2 separate regions of the Zea mays genome follow, and region 2 is linked to region 1. A link is a contact called in public Hi-C data. All regions are on one chromosome and are shown on one strand. Each heading gives the region's core, a stretch centred on a gene start, on an enhancer-like site or on the middle of the called end of the contact. The rest is flanking DNA. Distances are from core to core; before and after follow the strand shown. Region 1 holds the start of LOC118476393 (phytoene synthase 3, chloroplastic-like). Region 2 holds the start of LOC100383948.

Region 1 (7,084 bases), core at 2,010-4,509:
AGTCTATATATGTATGACTCTATTCATAACCTAGGGTGATGGACCCATCACCTTGACTAACACAAATCGATCATCTATGTGCAACCCACTGCATCGCAATCTGCCCCCACGCCCGACCACTCACCACAATCCAACCAGACGTGCTACCTGACGCACCCCAATTAGCATGCATGTCCTGACCACCCACCGTGTGCCTCACGCTCCAACTAGGTGTGCCTCACCCATTAATAAGTAGGTCCAATCGTGATGAAATATTTATGCCAATCTAGTAGAAATGATTCATGTAAAATATGTTATGAATCTCGAAAGTGAAATATATATGTTGTGGTTAGTTTAGTCTTCTAGAATATAACAAATGGTTACAGATATACCTTCGGATCCATTAACCGCGTCCAATCATGATAAAATATTTATGTCAATCTGATAGAAAAGGTCGACTTCAAATATATTATGGATCTCGAGATGAATAAACTATTGAATGACTTAATACAAACATATGGGATTAGTTCACGGCACCATACATCCATGCACAAACTCACGTACATCTAATAATTGGATCTACCATTTATTAATACGACATAATCCATATGTTTGATATTCTTAGCCTATATGAGTATGACTCTATTCATCACCTAGGGTGATGGACCCATCACCTTGACTAACACAAATCGATCATCGATGTGCAACCCACTGCACCGCAATCTGCCCGCACACCCGACCACTCACCACAATCCAACCAGACGTGCTACCTGCCGCACCCCAATTAGCCTGCATGTCCTGACCACCCACCGTGTGCCTCGCGCTCCAACTAGGTGTGCCTCACCCATTAATAAGTAGCTCCAATCGTGATGAAATATTTATGCCAATCTAGTAGAAATGATTCACTTAAAATATGTTATGAATCTCGAAAGTAAAATATATATGTTGTGGTTAGTTCACGACACCATACCATCCACGCTCACACTCACTCACGTACATCTAATGATAGGATCTACTATTTATTTAACACGATATAATGACCATATATTTATTATTCTTAGCCTATATATACAAACTCTATTCATCTCCTAGGGTGGTGGACCCATCACATTGACCAACCCAAACCGATCACTAACGTGCTACCCATCGCACTCTGATTAGCCCCCATGCTCCACCACTCACCAAGATCCAACTGGACATGCTACCTGTCACACCCCAATTAGCCTGCACGTCCTCACCACCCACCGGGCGCGCCTCACCCATTAAGCGGGTCCAATCATGATAAAGTAATTATGCCAATCCGATAGAAAAGATTGACTTAAAATATGTTACGAATCTCAAGGTGAATAAACTATTAAGTGACTTAATATATATATATGTTGTGGTTAGTTCACAACACCATACCATCCATTCGCACACTCACGTACATCTAATGATAGGATCTACTATTTATTAAATGATATAGTGACCATATATTTATTATTCTTAGCCTATATATATGTGACTATATTCATCACCTAGGGTAATAGGTCCATCACCTTGGCCCGCCCAAATCGATCATTGATGCCCTACCCACCACACCTCGATTAGCCCGCACGTCTCGACCACCCATCGCGATCCAACCGAACTTGTTACCTACCGCACCCTAATTAGCCCGCACATCCTCGCCACCCACGGCGTGCCCCGCGCTCTGACCATGCATGCCTCACACATTAAGTCGATTCAATCATGATAATACAATTACACCAATATGGTAGAAAGGATTGACTTAAAATACATCACAAATCTTGAGGTGGATAAATTATTGAATGACTTGAAATATATGTGTTGTGTTTAGTTCATGACACCATACCATACATTCACAGACTAATGATAGGATCTATGATTTATTAACATGATATAATGACCATATATTTATTATTCTTAGCCTATATATTTGACTCTATTCATAACCTGGTGATGGACCCATCCCCTTGACCAACCCAAATTGATTGCCGATGAGCTACCCGTTGTACCCCGATTAGCCTGCACACCCCTACCACCCACCACGATCCAACCGGACGTGCTACCCATCGCACCACGATCAACTTCCACGTCCTGATCACCCGTAGCCCCCCCACCACTCTAATTGGATGCGCCTCACCCATTAAGCGTCACACATGAAGCGTGTGAATCTGTGTTTTCCACGTCTCACCTAACAAACCGATAAAATAAGCCTTACCACTTGCATGCGCAACCAACTATGCAGCCACCACAAGCGCTTCTGTCTCCTCTTCCTCGTTGTTACCGTCGTATATTATCCCTAACTTTTCATCTCTTTTCCCGTCTCTACCTCCCTCATCCAGATTCTTCAGCACCACCATATAGGATATTGACCTTCCTTGTCAGCAAACATCTCGAACCGCTAATGTACATCTAATGGATCGGTACAGTACCCAATCAATGTAGCCACTAGTAGGAACGGTTTGAAAAACGAGTTAAACACAACGGAATAGGGTGAACATTTTTCCCCTTAAATCTCAATGTATCAGATTGTGCAGAGGTTATACTATGTAATCGAACTAGAGGCCTCAGTTGAACCAAAACATATTTGCAACACAAAAGCAAACCGAAATCGTTCTTCTATTTCTTTTTTTTTGTGTGTGTGTGGGGTGGGGGGGGGGGGGGGGGGGCGTAGCAGAAGAGTAGAGTACAATTTGTACAGTACTACCAAACGAGTCACTTCTGGTCCGAGGCTATCTTACAAACGAGTCGTCCGACGCGGCTGCTGTTCGGATAAACCAACAGGCCAGAAAGCGCCTCGAATTTCGATGCAGAGAGACGTCGACGAGGCGACGAGGGATCCGACGTGTCAGAGAGCTAGTGGCTGAGCACCAATCGCGGCGGCCCGGTGCACCTCCGCCGCATGATCCAGTCTGAGCGTCCCCACGCGCGCACACCTGGCGCTGATTCACAGCCGTGTACTAGCTCCGAGCCTCCAACCCCGCCGGCCGGGCGGTGCCGGCGCGTCGCCTACACGCGGCGGCGTAACCGCCGTGCAAGCACCACTGTGCATCCTGGTCCCACCCGTCAGTCTTGCCGCCGCACGTGCACTCGGGGTTGCTGCTGAGCCACCGCGCCCAGCGCAGCGCGTCGCCCGCCCCAAGACGCCATCTCTGTCGCGTCCGGGGCCCGCGTTAGCAGCTCCGTTTCGTACCCAAAGAGGCAAGGGTGGGCCCATGTATTCCTCCGGACCCACGCGTCATGCATCCCCAATGCGCGCTTGCCCACGCTTCCACGGACCACGGTTCCACCGTGGGGTGCGGCTGCTGTTGATACGACGGTACTGCTGTTCCGTGTCCCACCCGCGCCTACTTCCTCCGCCCTCCGCTGCCTGCGACTTTTCTCCTGGTCTCGAAGGCTTGGTCACTGACATCCTGCCCCCACAGTGGGCGTAACGGGAATTTTGAAAAACCCGCCCGGAGGCCCCGGACCCGTGTGCGCGGCTTTAAAGCGACGCCGTAGGCTCGTAGCCTCGCTCGCTTCCTTTCCTTCCCCATTTCGTCGTACACCTCACCCGCTTTCCTTTGCTCCACACGAGCGACGCGATTTCTCTCTCTTTTAAATTAAATTATCTTGGACTGCTGTTGGTCTGGTCGGCGGCTGGTGGCATAGGGATGGAGACGGCGGCGGCGATGGTGGAGGGCGGGGTGGGGCGGTTCTCGCGGGCGCCGGCGCTGGCCGCGGCGCTGCTGGCGGAGACGTGGGCGCCGCTGGCCGTGGCGCTCGCGGCGCTGGCCACGCTGCCCAGCCTGCTGCGCCGGCTGCAGGTCATCGTGCTGCGCCTCCGCTCCTGCGGGAAGGAGGCCATCCAGTCGCACATCGGGACCTACTACTACTCGTCCTGCGACGAGGATGACGGCGACAGCGACGAGGACGAGAGCTCCGACGACGAGGCGGAGGCCGGCTCCTCCGGCGACGACGAGGAGGATCTGGAGCGGGTCGGGTTCTACGAGGGCCCCGCAGACGGCGTCCTCCCATGGGGCGGCGCCGTGGTCCGGACCTGGCAGGGCCGCTTCTCCGGCTGCGCCTCGGGCGGGGGAGCTGTCGGCGCCACCGCCAGCGGAGCGGCGTCCCCCGCCGCTGTCAGGCTGTGGGGTGCCGGCACGGCCAGCGGCGAGCCTTGGTGGGCTGCCTGCAGCGCCGACGAAAGCGGCTGGCGCGACGGTGCGGCCGCGGAGGCGGACCAGGTCGTGGTCGGGTGGCCGCGCGAGCACGCGTCGCAGCAGCGGCGGCGGCGCGAGCGGCGTGCCGTTCCTCTCGCTCTCACGGGCAGGTGAAACGGAAGGCACGGCAATCGGCAAGGGGGGCTGTCGGAGGATGTGAATATGCCGCAGGGCGACCAGCTGGAGATGCCGATTCCACGCAGACGCAGGGAGGGACGGCCACGGCCCAGACCAGGCCAATTGAACCGGCTACTACCTCGGGTGGGTGGACTATAGAAATGCATGGTCATGGAGCTGCGCGCACATCTTCGATCTACCCGTGGTGGTGATGCTTGCGCCTTCCACTTGCACGCATGCAATTTGTACTTCCATTCTTAGAGTCATCTTTTGATCAATAAGCGAAACAAAATGGTGATATCGCCTTTGTTTTTTTTAATAAAAACTTGTTCTCTTCGTAGTACTACGACCACTCCTAGCTCTTTGACATATAATGCATCCATTATTGAATATTCGAGGCGACGATGCCTGCGACGGCACCGTACAGTTGGAGCTGCGCGGCGTACGGCATGCTGCTACTACCGTACACGCCGGCGTCACGTCCGATGGGCGTAGGCTGTGGATGAGATCGAAGCAGACGCGGCACATTGCAACCCAGATGGTTCAGGTTCGCACACCACACGCACTGGATATGGTTCAGGGGGTTATTAACCACCCAAAAAGACAATTTATTGTGGCCCTCCCTAGCCTAACCGTCGAAAACAAGCTTTCTATGCTGCCACTAAAAGCCATAAAAAATTACCAGGATATAACTTGTGCTCGCTTTCACGCCTGTCCGCTCTCCATGCTGCCTGTCCGCTCTCCATGCTAAGGCCTAAGGGTAAAAAAAGGTCGAGGCCACTAAGGCTCACAGAGGCTCGCGAGATTGAACGAGCCCAAACCGAATCTACTTTTATGGCTCGCTCAAATAGCAAGTCGAGTTTGACTCGTTAGCCTATCATATCATATAGTGATATGTTGTGACTATATTATTAATTTATTTTCTTAAATTTTTATGAATCTAATGCTGGATATGCTGGATATAGTTTAAAATATGTTCTTGAATTTTTTGTACATATTTTTTTATTTAATATATAATGAAAATATATAATTTATGCTCTAAATCGGATTTAGTGTGGCGCCTCGTGAGCCGACTCGAGCCGGCTCACGAGCCTGAACGAGCCTTAGCCAAGTCTGATCTCTGAGCTCGCAATACGATCGAGCCAAGCTCGGCTCTACTCATTTCCAACCCTACTCCAAGCCGCACGCCACCAACCTCCATGCCCTCGTCGCTAGCCATGTCGCCACGCTCACCGACAGCCACACCACTGCACCAGCCACCATCCACGTCATTGTCGTCACCCCACATCTGGCCGCCCCCCGTGATTAGAGGTGACAATGGGCTCTAATCACTATAAAATTTAAGGACTAGATTAAGATCAGACTCTATTTATATTCATTTTGAACTAGAATTAATTTAGGGTACTAGTAAATTGTGAAAAAAACATTTGGATCGCGATCCATTATCAACCCTACTTGTGCTCGCCCACTGCGCTCACTCTCACGCCTGCCCACGACTTCATCGCGCCTGCTCCTCCGCCCATTGCCGCCCCGTGATTAGAGGTGACAATGGGCTCTAATCTATACTACTTATTAAGGCAGTAAAGGTAGTCTGCCGTTCTGCCATTCTACGATCTCAACCATCCGTTCTACTATTCTGTAATCTCAGTCGTCCGATCGTTCCTACGTTTGAGTCTCGCTCCCCGATCCCGCACACCGGTCCCGCTCCTAGATCGCGCCCCGAAACCCTCTCGCCTCGCCTGGAAACCGTCGCCCCTGACCTCCCCTCTCCTCCCTCGATTCCGGCTGCCGCCCCAGGCTTGCCCGCCCCGAAATCCTCCACCGCGCCGCGCCGAAAACCTCGCCCACCACCACCACGCCGCGCACGCCCCGGTCTTCGTCGCCCTAACCGCGCCCTTCCAACGATGATGTCGCTACCGAAGCGCCGCGCATCCTCCTTGCATCTTCGTCGCCGCTGCGCCACGCCGAAATCCTCCCCCACCGTGCCCTTCCATCGACGACCATGGCGGACTACCCACGCGTCGTGCGCGCCCCGCTCTTCGTGCCTGTCCTCTGGGGCCAGTGCGCTCCCCTCCTCCTCAGCAGACTCCGCCGCCGCAGGTCTGGTTGCCCACCTCAACTCCGAGGAACGAGGACTCCACCACGCTCGCTCCGGAGACACCACCTTCATGTCCTCCGCTCACCGTGCCTGTCCTCGGATCCGCGACTGCCGCCCCGCTCCCCCCAAATACTAGCCGACGCAGCTTACTCCTCTGTTACCCGTGGCTGGCGCGGGGGTTTGATTCCCGGCGTTTCCTTGTGAATTCGGGGTGATTTTGGGGCCCTGGATGGCGATGATTTGAGTGGATTCAAGAGGAACAAGTGAAGGTGAAGTCCTGATCTGGACCCCCACCGTGGTATGTGCCATGAGGAAGTTCTTCTTCTCCGAGTCGGCCTACAAGGAGACCAAGCTCCACACCACGCCCCACTCATGGCTGCCCCTCGAGAGGAAGGCGCCACCGAGCTCAACCAGGAGAGCCGATGGCCGGTGAGACACACAACGCTAGCCGTTTTCAGAACCCGGTCAGATGAGTGACTGCTGCTATTACAGGTGTGGTCTTCTCTGCTCCTGTACCGGCAGATCCTCGACGAGATCGAGGCCAACGACTACGACAACTTCACCCGGAGGGCCTACATTCCTAAGACGAAGAAGCTGATGGCGCTGCCCAAGGCGTACCTGAGATCACTGGTGGTGCCCTCCTCGTCTCCTCAGGCTGAGAGCCGGAGACACTATTCCACCCTAA
Region 2 (7,084 bases), core at 2,884-5,383, 110 kb after region 1:
TTCTTGTATCTTGTGTTTACCTTACGTGCCTAGTTTTACATGTGATATTTACTTTTGATATTAACTGCATGCATACTAGGTCAATCATATGGTAGGAATGCTCACTTTCAATTCATATTCTTGAGCAGGCCTACGCGGTTTAAAATGTTTAGTTAAGCACGACACATAGCTTATTCAACATTCCTAAGAAAATGATACTCCAATTGGTATTTACATATGTCATATCCTAAAATTGATTTGCTTCAATTGGTATCATTTAACCTATATGTGCCAAAGTTTGGATTATAGATAATTTGCCCCTCTTGGTCTCAAAATCAAGTGCATGTCTCCTACAAGTATTCAAAACTTGTATGCACACTTCCAGGGGAAGGTTACTCTATAATCTAAGTCTTTGAGACTAATATTTCTTTTCAAGTCTATTATGTAGTAGTCTCATTGAAGGAAAATGGAGTCCCCGGAGAAAGACAATAAGCTTCCACTGCAAATATACAAGAATTTTCATTTGGTTCCACAAGTGGTTCCATCCAACAATTGGTATCTTTTACATGTCTTCTCCAGACTTTGATAAGACTAAATTTCATATATCTTGCTTCCCATGTTGCTATAAATGCATATGTTGTCAAAATATATCCTTTTCCTATGCATAGGGGGAGTTAGTCTAATCAAACCATATCTTGCACCTCTCTTTCATGTGTTTTTTCTAAGTAGAGAATCTTCGTCATGGGGAGTATTTCTTCGTCTATGACAAAGGGGAAGAATATTATTTTAAAAAGGGAGAACACTCTTTTAGGGGGAGTAATCTTTTAGAGGGCAAGTCTTATTTTATTCCTATATGCTTTTAATGTCTTTCTTTTCGGTGGTTGATGCCAAAGGGGGAGAAGTTTTAGGGACCAAAGCATGAAAAATATATCAAACACCAAACACCACCAAATTTAAATTTTTAAAAGCTTTGATCTTACAAGTGGTTTTGGTTCTTCAAGTATCTTTGGTCTAAAATTGGAAGCAGGTGAATTATGGAGTTAGGGGAGGCTTAAGTCCATAATCTCACTTTAAGGGGACTCTCATGCATCCTAGCAAGTAGATTGCATATTTTCATTGAAATGTTTGTTATATTTGCTTGTTTTGGTTGTGTTGTCATCAATCACTAAAAAGGGGAGATTGTAAGGAAAATGGACCTCGGGCCATTTGGCTAAAGGGATTTTGGTGTTAGATGATCAACATAACCTTTGGACTAATATGTTTGCTAGTGTTTGTATTTATAGTTCATAGGATGCGAAAAGGATTGGACTAAGGCACTGAGGATGCAACACCTCAAAAGAAGACATAAAAGATGCATAGAAGTCCAAGACTCAAGATCAAGAGAAGCCCAAAGAAACAGCTAAGAAATCCATGAAGAGGGCAGTCAGCCAGCGTACTTGTGGTGCACCGGACAGTGAAAAACTTGTCCGGTGCGCACCAGACAGACTACGCAGAGGGGCCCGCAACCAGGCGCTCTCAGGCTGTAGCACCGGACTGTCCGGTGTGCACCGAACAGTCTGGGTAACGGTAGGATCCAACGTCGACTGCTACAAACCCCAACTGTCGGCTGACGTGGCCAGGGAACCGGACAGTGAACAATGCTTGTCCGGTGTGCACCAGACTGTCCGGTGCGCCCGTCGACAGAAAGCTGCTGCTTCTGTCCAATGGCTATAATTGAGGGGGAAGGCTATAAATACCCCCCAACTAGTCATTTGAAGGTGTGGGAGCCCCAAGCAACATACCAAGGCATATTGTAGACATTTTCAAGTGCTCAAACACCCAAGTTCTTAATAGAATCACTCGGTGATTAGTGTAGGTGCTTTGTAAAGTGCTTAGGTTAGTTAGACCGCATTAGCGCTTGCTCTAGGTGAATCCTAGTTAGTTGAGTGAGTTTAGAAAAACCACACAACCCATCGGCTCTTGCGTGAGCCGTTGTAATTGTATCACGTGGGGCGAGAGTCTTGCGAGACCGTGACAACCGAGTTTGTGTCATGACCGCCACCGTGTACCGGAGGGAACGAGGCCCATGGCGTTTTGACTGGAAGCTCGATAGTGGAGACGGCGGGGAGCGTCCGAGAGGAGCCGGAAGCGGAGCATCAGTTGCGTGTGGAGAAGGCCCACGCTCTCTACGGAGTTACTTGACCGAGGTGTTGGGCCCTCGCGTGAGCTTCCCTTTGCGTAGGGGCACCAATGAGGATTAGTCAGAACCTTGAGTGGTTCCGGATGCCTCGGTAAAAATATCGGCGTCATCCACGAGAGTTTGCATCTCTACCTTGCTCTTTACCTTCCGCATTTATATTAAGTACTAGGTGTATGCCCGTACGTTGTTACTGTGCCAACATGTTATGATAAAATACATTAATATACAGAAACATTAATCATCATTCCACATATATGCTCCCTAATGAACAAACTGATGTCAAGCAAACAAAAATGATGGAAAACAAAATCATTGACCAGCTAGTTCATACAAGGGAGTAGCGCTTTCCCAATCAGTATTCTACCTTTTCCCAATCAGTATTCCACCTTGTAAAATTCAATTTTGTTCTACAAAAAATATATTCAAGAAAAAATTGAGCGAACTCCATCATAAGTTGATGAAACACAATATTTTTGGTGGCACATTAATATATAGTCGAAGTAAAAGCAGAAAAATGTAGCACGATCGCAAACTTGAAGAAAATATATTTTCAATGCAAAAAACATATGCATAAATTCTCGTGCCCGCGCATTGCTACGACATACGAATTATTTAACCTTGTAAAATTCAATTTTTTCCTCCTGTGTAATATTCAAGTAAGTTGGCACAGTAAGAAATTTTGGGATTTATTAATGATGCAATGCATATTTATAGCATGTAGGTATTTTTTTATTTTTCATAAAGATTCATCTATCTTTATGGAAAATTAAAAAGTGGACTTTCCTTTTGTAACTGCATCTTTCTATACATTGTTGGTCTGGTTTCTTCCATCGAAGTCCATTTCTATTTATTAATTCTGTGAAAGTATGATGAGTAATGTAAAAGAAAACTCATTGTTGTGGACCTACATACATATATCTGATGGTGATCTTACTTCTAATAATACTCATGTGGATGCATTCTGAAGCAGCTCATGTTGTCGACAGTGCAACCCAGCGTCTCCTGGAGGAAAATAACCAGTTGCTTAACCAGATTTCTGCAAATAATGAAACATTCAAGGTCTGCTTTTATTTATACATGTCATATGTATGGTCTACACTTGCCCTTTTCATACTCTTGAGTGTCAGCCACAAGGTACATGGTAACTGTAATTTATTCATATTTAATTATGGTTGTTAGTCATACAATTACCATCTATTAAAAATACATCACTATTTTGTTCATGATTCCACCAGAAATGGAGATTATACTCTTACCGCTATAGTTGTTATTAGTTGAATCCAGGATGAAACATTGAAACTAAATGGAAAATTTGTAGAATTAATCAACAAAGAGTAGATGCCTTAGATGACATGTAATATAAGCTGTAAAGGTGCTTTTGGCTTCGTTTTGCACTACCTGTGTACAACCATGAACACATCGAAGTCCACCACTTTGAGTTTCATTTAACATTTCAGGGGACCGTGATTTAATCTTATCCTTTGGATGTTTAGTTTTGATATTTGTTGCATCAAGAACATTCATATCTGATGATATCATGTGAAATAAATGTGTCGATTATTATATCACTGGTTGGAACATGTCGCTCTTTTTGGTTTGATGGACTAAAGTAGCTTCCATGTATTTTAGAAGAAAAAAACATGATAAGTTTAGTAATCCAATTGATCATAATTGTTTTCATGCCTGATTTTCTTGTAGACAGTGGAGAACACAAATCCTTTTCTCCGCACGAGTAACAACATCAAAACAATTTTAAGCAGGTACGACATTGAGTTTCGAAACCTTCTGCAATTGATTACAACATTGAGTTGAGACCTGGCACTACTGATGTTAACGTCTATTCTTGTGTACTCTGTTTCAGAATGAGCGAAACGCCTGGTATCATGGGTCAGATGCCCCCATTGCCTTTATCCATAAATGAAGACCATATAAATTCTCTTATTCAACTGAACAGACCGGTAAGGACACACAATCTGTTAGCAAACAGAAGAGATGTTTGATATTTCAGTGCGACGTTAACAACAGGCTCTCAATTATGTCTAAGCAACATTATCTTATCCTGAAAGGTTGCATCATATGGCACAACAAGCATTTCCCATCACATGAAGCAAGAGACATGAGTTGAAACCCTAATTAAAAACCAAAATGCCATTTTTTAAGCACGGACCTCCAAGCAACAAGACCATACGATACAAATGACTCCACAAGACCTACAAATCTCGAGCATCATCAGAACAGTTTGCAGACAGGCAGGCAGGCAGCTACCACCGCCACCTCCACCATGTGCCCCACCGTGTCGCTTCCCTCTCGTTGGCCATCATGGGCTCCTGCCTCTCCTCCGAGGCCCCCGCCACCGGCGATGGCCCAGCGGCGTGGCGAAAGAGGCACCACGGGAGCCAGGAGGGCGCGGCCGGCGGAGGTGGGAAGAAGCTGCCCGGAGGAGCGGGGGAGATGACGGAGGATGAGCTCGCGTGGGTCCTCGAGAGGTTGTGCGGCAAAGGCGCTAGCGCGGTGGCGAGCCTCCACACGCAGCAGGACCGGAAGGGCACCAACCAGGACGCCATGGTCGTGTGGGAGGGAGGGGGGACTGCAGAGGGAGCGGATGCTGGACGAGGAGGGGATGGACTGGGGCAGCGGTCATGCGGAGGGGATAGACGGCGAGAGGATGGGGCGGATGCGGCATGCAGATGACCCGTGCGCGGCTCGCGGATGGGACAGATGGGGTGGTTTGTGCGGGCGAGGGGAACAGGGCGGGTGCGAGCGCGGAGAGGAGGCGGGGGCATCGCGACGGTCTACACTATCGTCTTAATAGTTTGTAGAGATTTAAGTTTCAATCTAGCCATTCTAATTAGATTATTTAGGATTGAAACTTAGGCTTTACGGTAGAGATAGCAATACTTAGACAAAATCTAGTTTGCACATTTTTTATTATTTATTTGTACAGGGTTTGCTCTAGGGATTTAATTGTGGCCTAGCTTAGAGTAAGTTTTTAGAAGTCCTAATTCACCCCACCCCCCCTCTTAGGCATCACTGTTTCCTTCGCCTTCTCCTCTATGTCGACGACATCGTCCTCACAGCTGTTTCCTTCGCCTTCTCCTCTATGTCGACGACATCGTCCTCACAGGCTCCTGCCCTGACCTCCTGCGGCACATCATCTTCTCCGTCCAGCGGGAGTTCACAATGAAGGACCTGGTGGGCTGCACCACTTTCCGGTGTTCACCATCGAGCACCAGCCCTAGGGTATGTTCCTCCACCAGCGCTAGTACATCATCGACATCCTCGAGCGTGCTGGCATGGCTGATTATAAGCCCTACATGACTCTGGTGGACACTCAGGGCAAGGTCTCCTCTGTCGACAGCCCTCTGGTGGCTGATCCGACCAGCTATCTGAGTCTTGCTAGGGCCTTGCATTACCTCGTCTTCACCCGCCACAACATCGCCTATGCCGTTCAGCAGGTGTGCCTCCATTTGCATGCCCCGCGGGAGCCACATCTCACCTCTATGAAGTGGATCCTGCGGTACGTCCAGGGCACCTCCGACCTCAGCTTTCTTCTTCGACGATCTGCGACCACCGACCTCGTCGTCTACACCGACGCTGACTAGGTCGGTTGTCCCGACACACATCGATCCACATCCGGCTTCACCATGTTCCTTGGCGATAGTCATGTTTCCTGGTCTTCGAAGCGGCAGACAGTCATCTCCCGATCCAGCGCCGAGGCCGAGTATTGTGTTGTGGCTAACGACGTCGGTGAGGCGACGTGGCTTCGCCAATTTCTATAGGAGTTGCACAGTCCGCTAATGCGGAGCACCATTGTCTATTGTGATAACTTCAGCGCCATGTAACTCTCCACTAACCCCGTCCAGTATCAGCGCACGAAGCGTGTCGAGCTCGACATCCACAATGTCATCGCCATGTAACTCTTCGCCATGTGCCTCACACAAGCCACGTGATCTAAATTTAGTTATATGTTGAAGCATGATTTTTCCTACTTGCGGAATTGCTTTCAAAGTTATGAATTATATGAAATTGATGCATTGCAGTCTTGCATTTGCATTCTCATGTTGATAATAATGCATATGGATAAACTGTAGCCAAAGCCGAATTCATGCGATAAGTATCGGTATAACAACACACGTTGAGAAGTAACTTGAATGCAGCCTTCACTTCCTTCTTTTGGGATGTGTGAGTAGAAGATAAGTCCTGCATTGCATTGCACCATTTGCATTCGCATAATAAAGCTCTAATATGAAGTATTGGATATCTCGTTATTGAATTCAGTTTATTTATATCTTTAATGTATTGTTAAATTATTGCCAAACCAACTGTGATTTAAAAGGTGACATTTTTATGGCCTTAGGATTAGAGAGAGCAAAAAACAGAGCAACGCACTGTGAGCCGGTCATTGCCAAATGTGGCGCACATGCAGAATTAACGTGACTATATGTTAGATAATGCAAATATATGGTAATAAATTGATCTCGGTTGTCATGGAAATTAGCCGAGATGTTTAAAACGGATCAACTATTGGACCAGCTAATTGTTAACTATACCTCTATAATAATCATTAGTTGTTAGGTGCTCTAACCTAGCTAACAATATATTAGCTGACTAACAATTAGTTCTAAAGGTTTAGAACATGACCTTACAAGTGTAAGATGACCAAACTTTTTGAGGGGACGAGAAAAGACAAATCATGCTGACAACATTGAACAAACTAGCAAGGACTACTCCAATAAATTATTATTGACGAACAACGCTCAATGGAGTGAAGCAAACAATCAATCGAACAGCTACACATTTTACCCTGAGATCCTGAAGCGAAACCCGCAGTCTCTGGCGCCCCTCTGCCCACGCTGGAGAAGGAAGACCACAGATAACAAAAGTCCCTCGGAGAAACAGAACCATCCCAGCCAGGTTCCATTTCAC

The links. Hi-C and Micro-C count contacts between places; a contact is called where the count stands out from the background.
Region 2: a Hi-C map of tassel shows a contact between it and region 1, with 2.0 times the contacts expected there. The contact joins the promoter of LOC100383948 here to the enhancer-like site in region 1. A contact is called at or near these places in 5 of 25 Hi-C or Micro-C datasets (bundle sheath, ear, leaf and 1 more).

The regions. Positions count from the first base shown.
Region 1 is chr2:179,079,647-179,086,730 of Zm-B73-REFERENCE-NAM-5.0, forward strand. It overlaps LOC118476393 (phytoene synthase 3, chloroplastic-like), which reads left to right and starts at 6,757. Exons shown (of 2, transcript XM_035965403.1): 1 at 6,757-6,828; 2 at 6,892-7,084. The coding sequence starts at 6,772. Within about 2 kb of position 3,260, at least 18 of the 20 cell types and tissues checked have an H3K27ac peak or open chromatin away from gene starts, as enhancers often do. A contact at or near this core is called in bundle sheath, ear, leaf and 1 more, where this site is marked.
Region 2 is chr2:179,189,122-179,196,205 of Zm-B73-REFERENCE-NAM-5.0, forward strand. It overlaps LOC100383948, which reads left to right and starts at 4,134. Exons shown (of 1, transcript NM_001176565.1): 1 at 4,134-4,895. The coding sequence starts at 4,478. The coding sequence ends at 4,849. LOC100279552 reads right to left here. Exons shown (of 7, transcript NM_001152549.2): 7 at 6,874-7,084.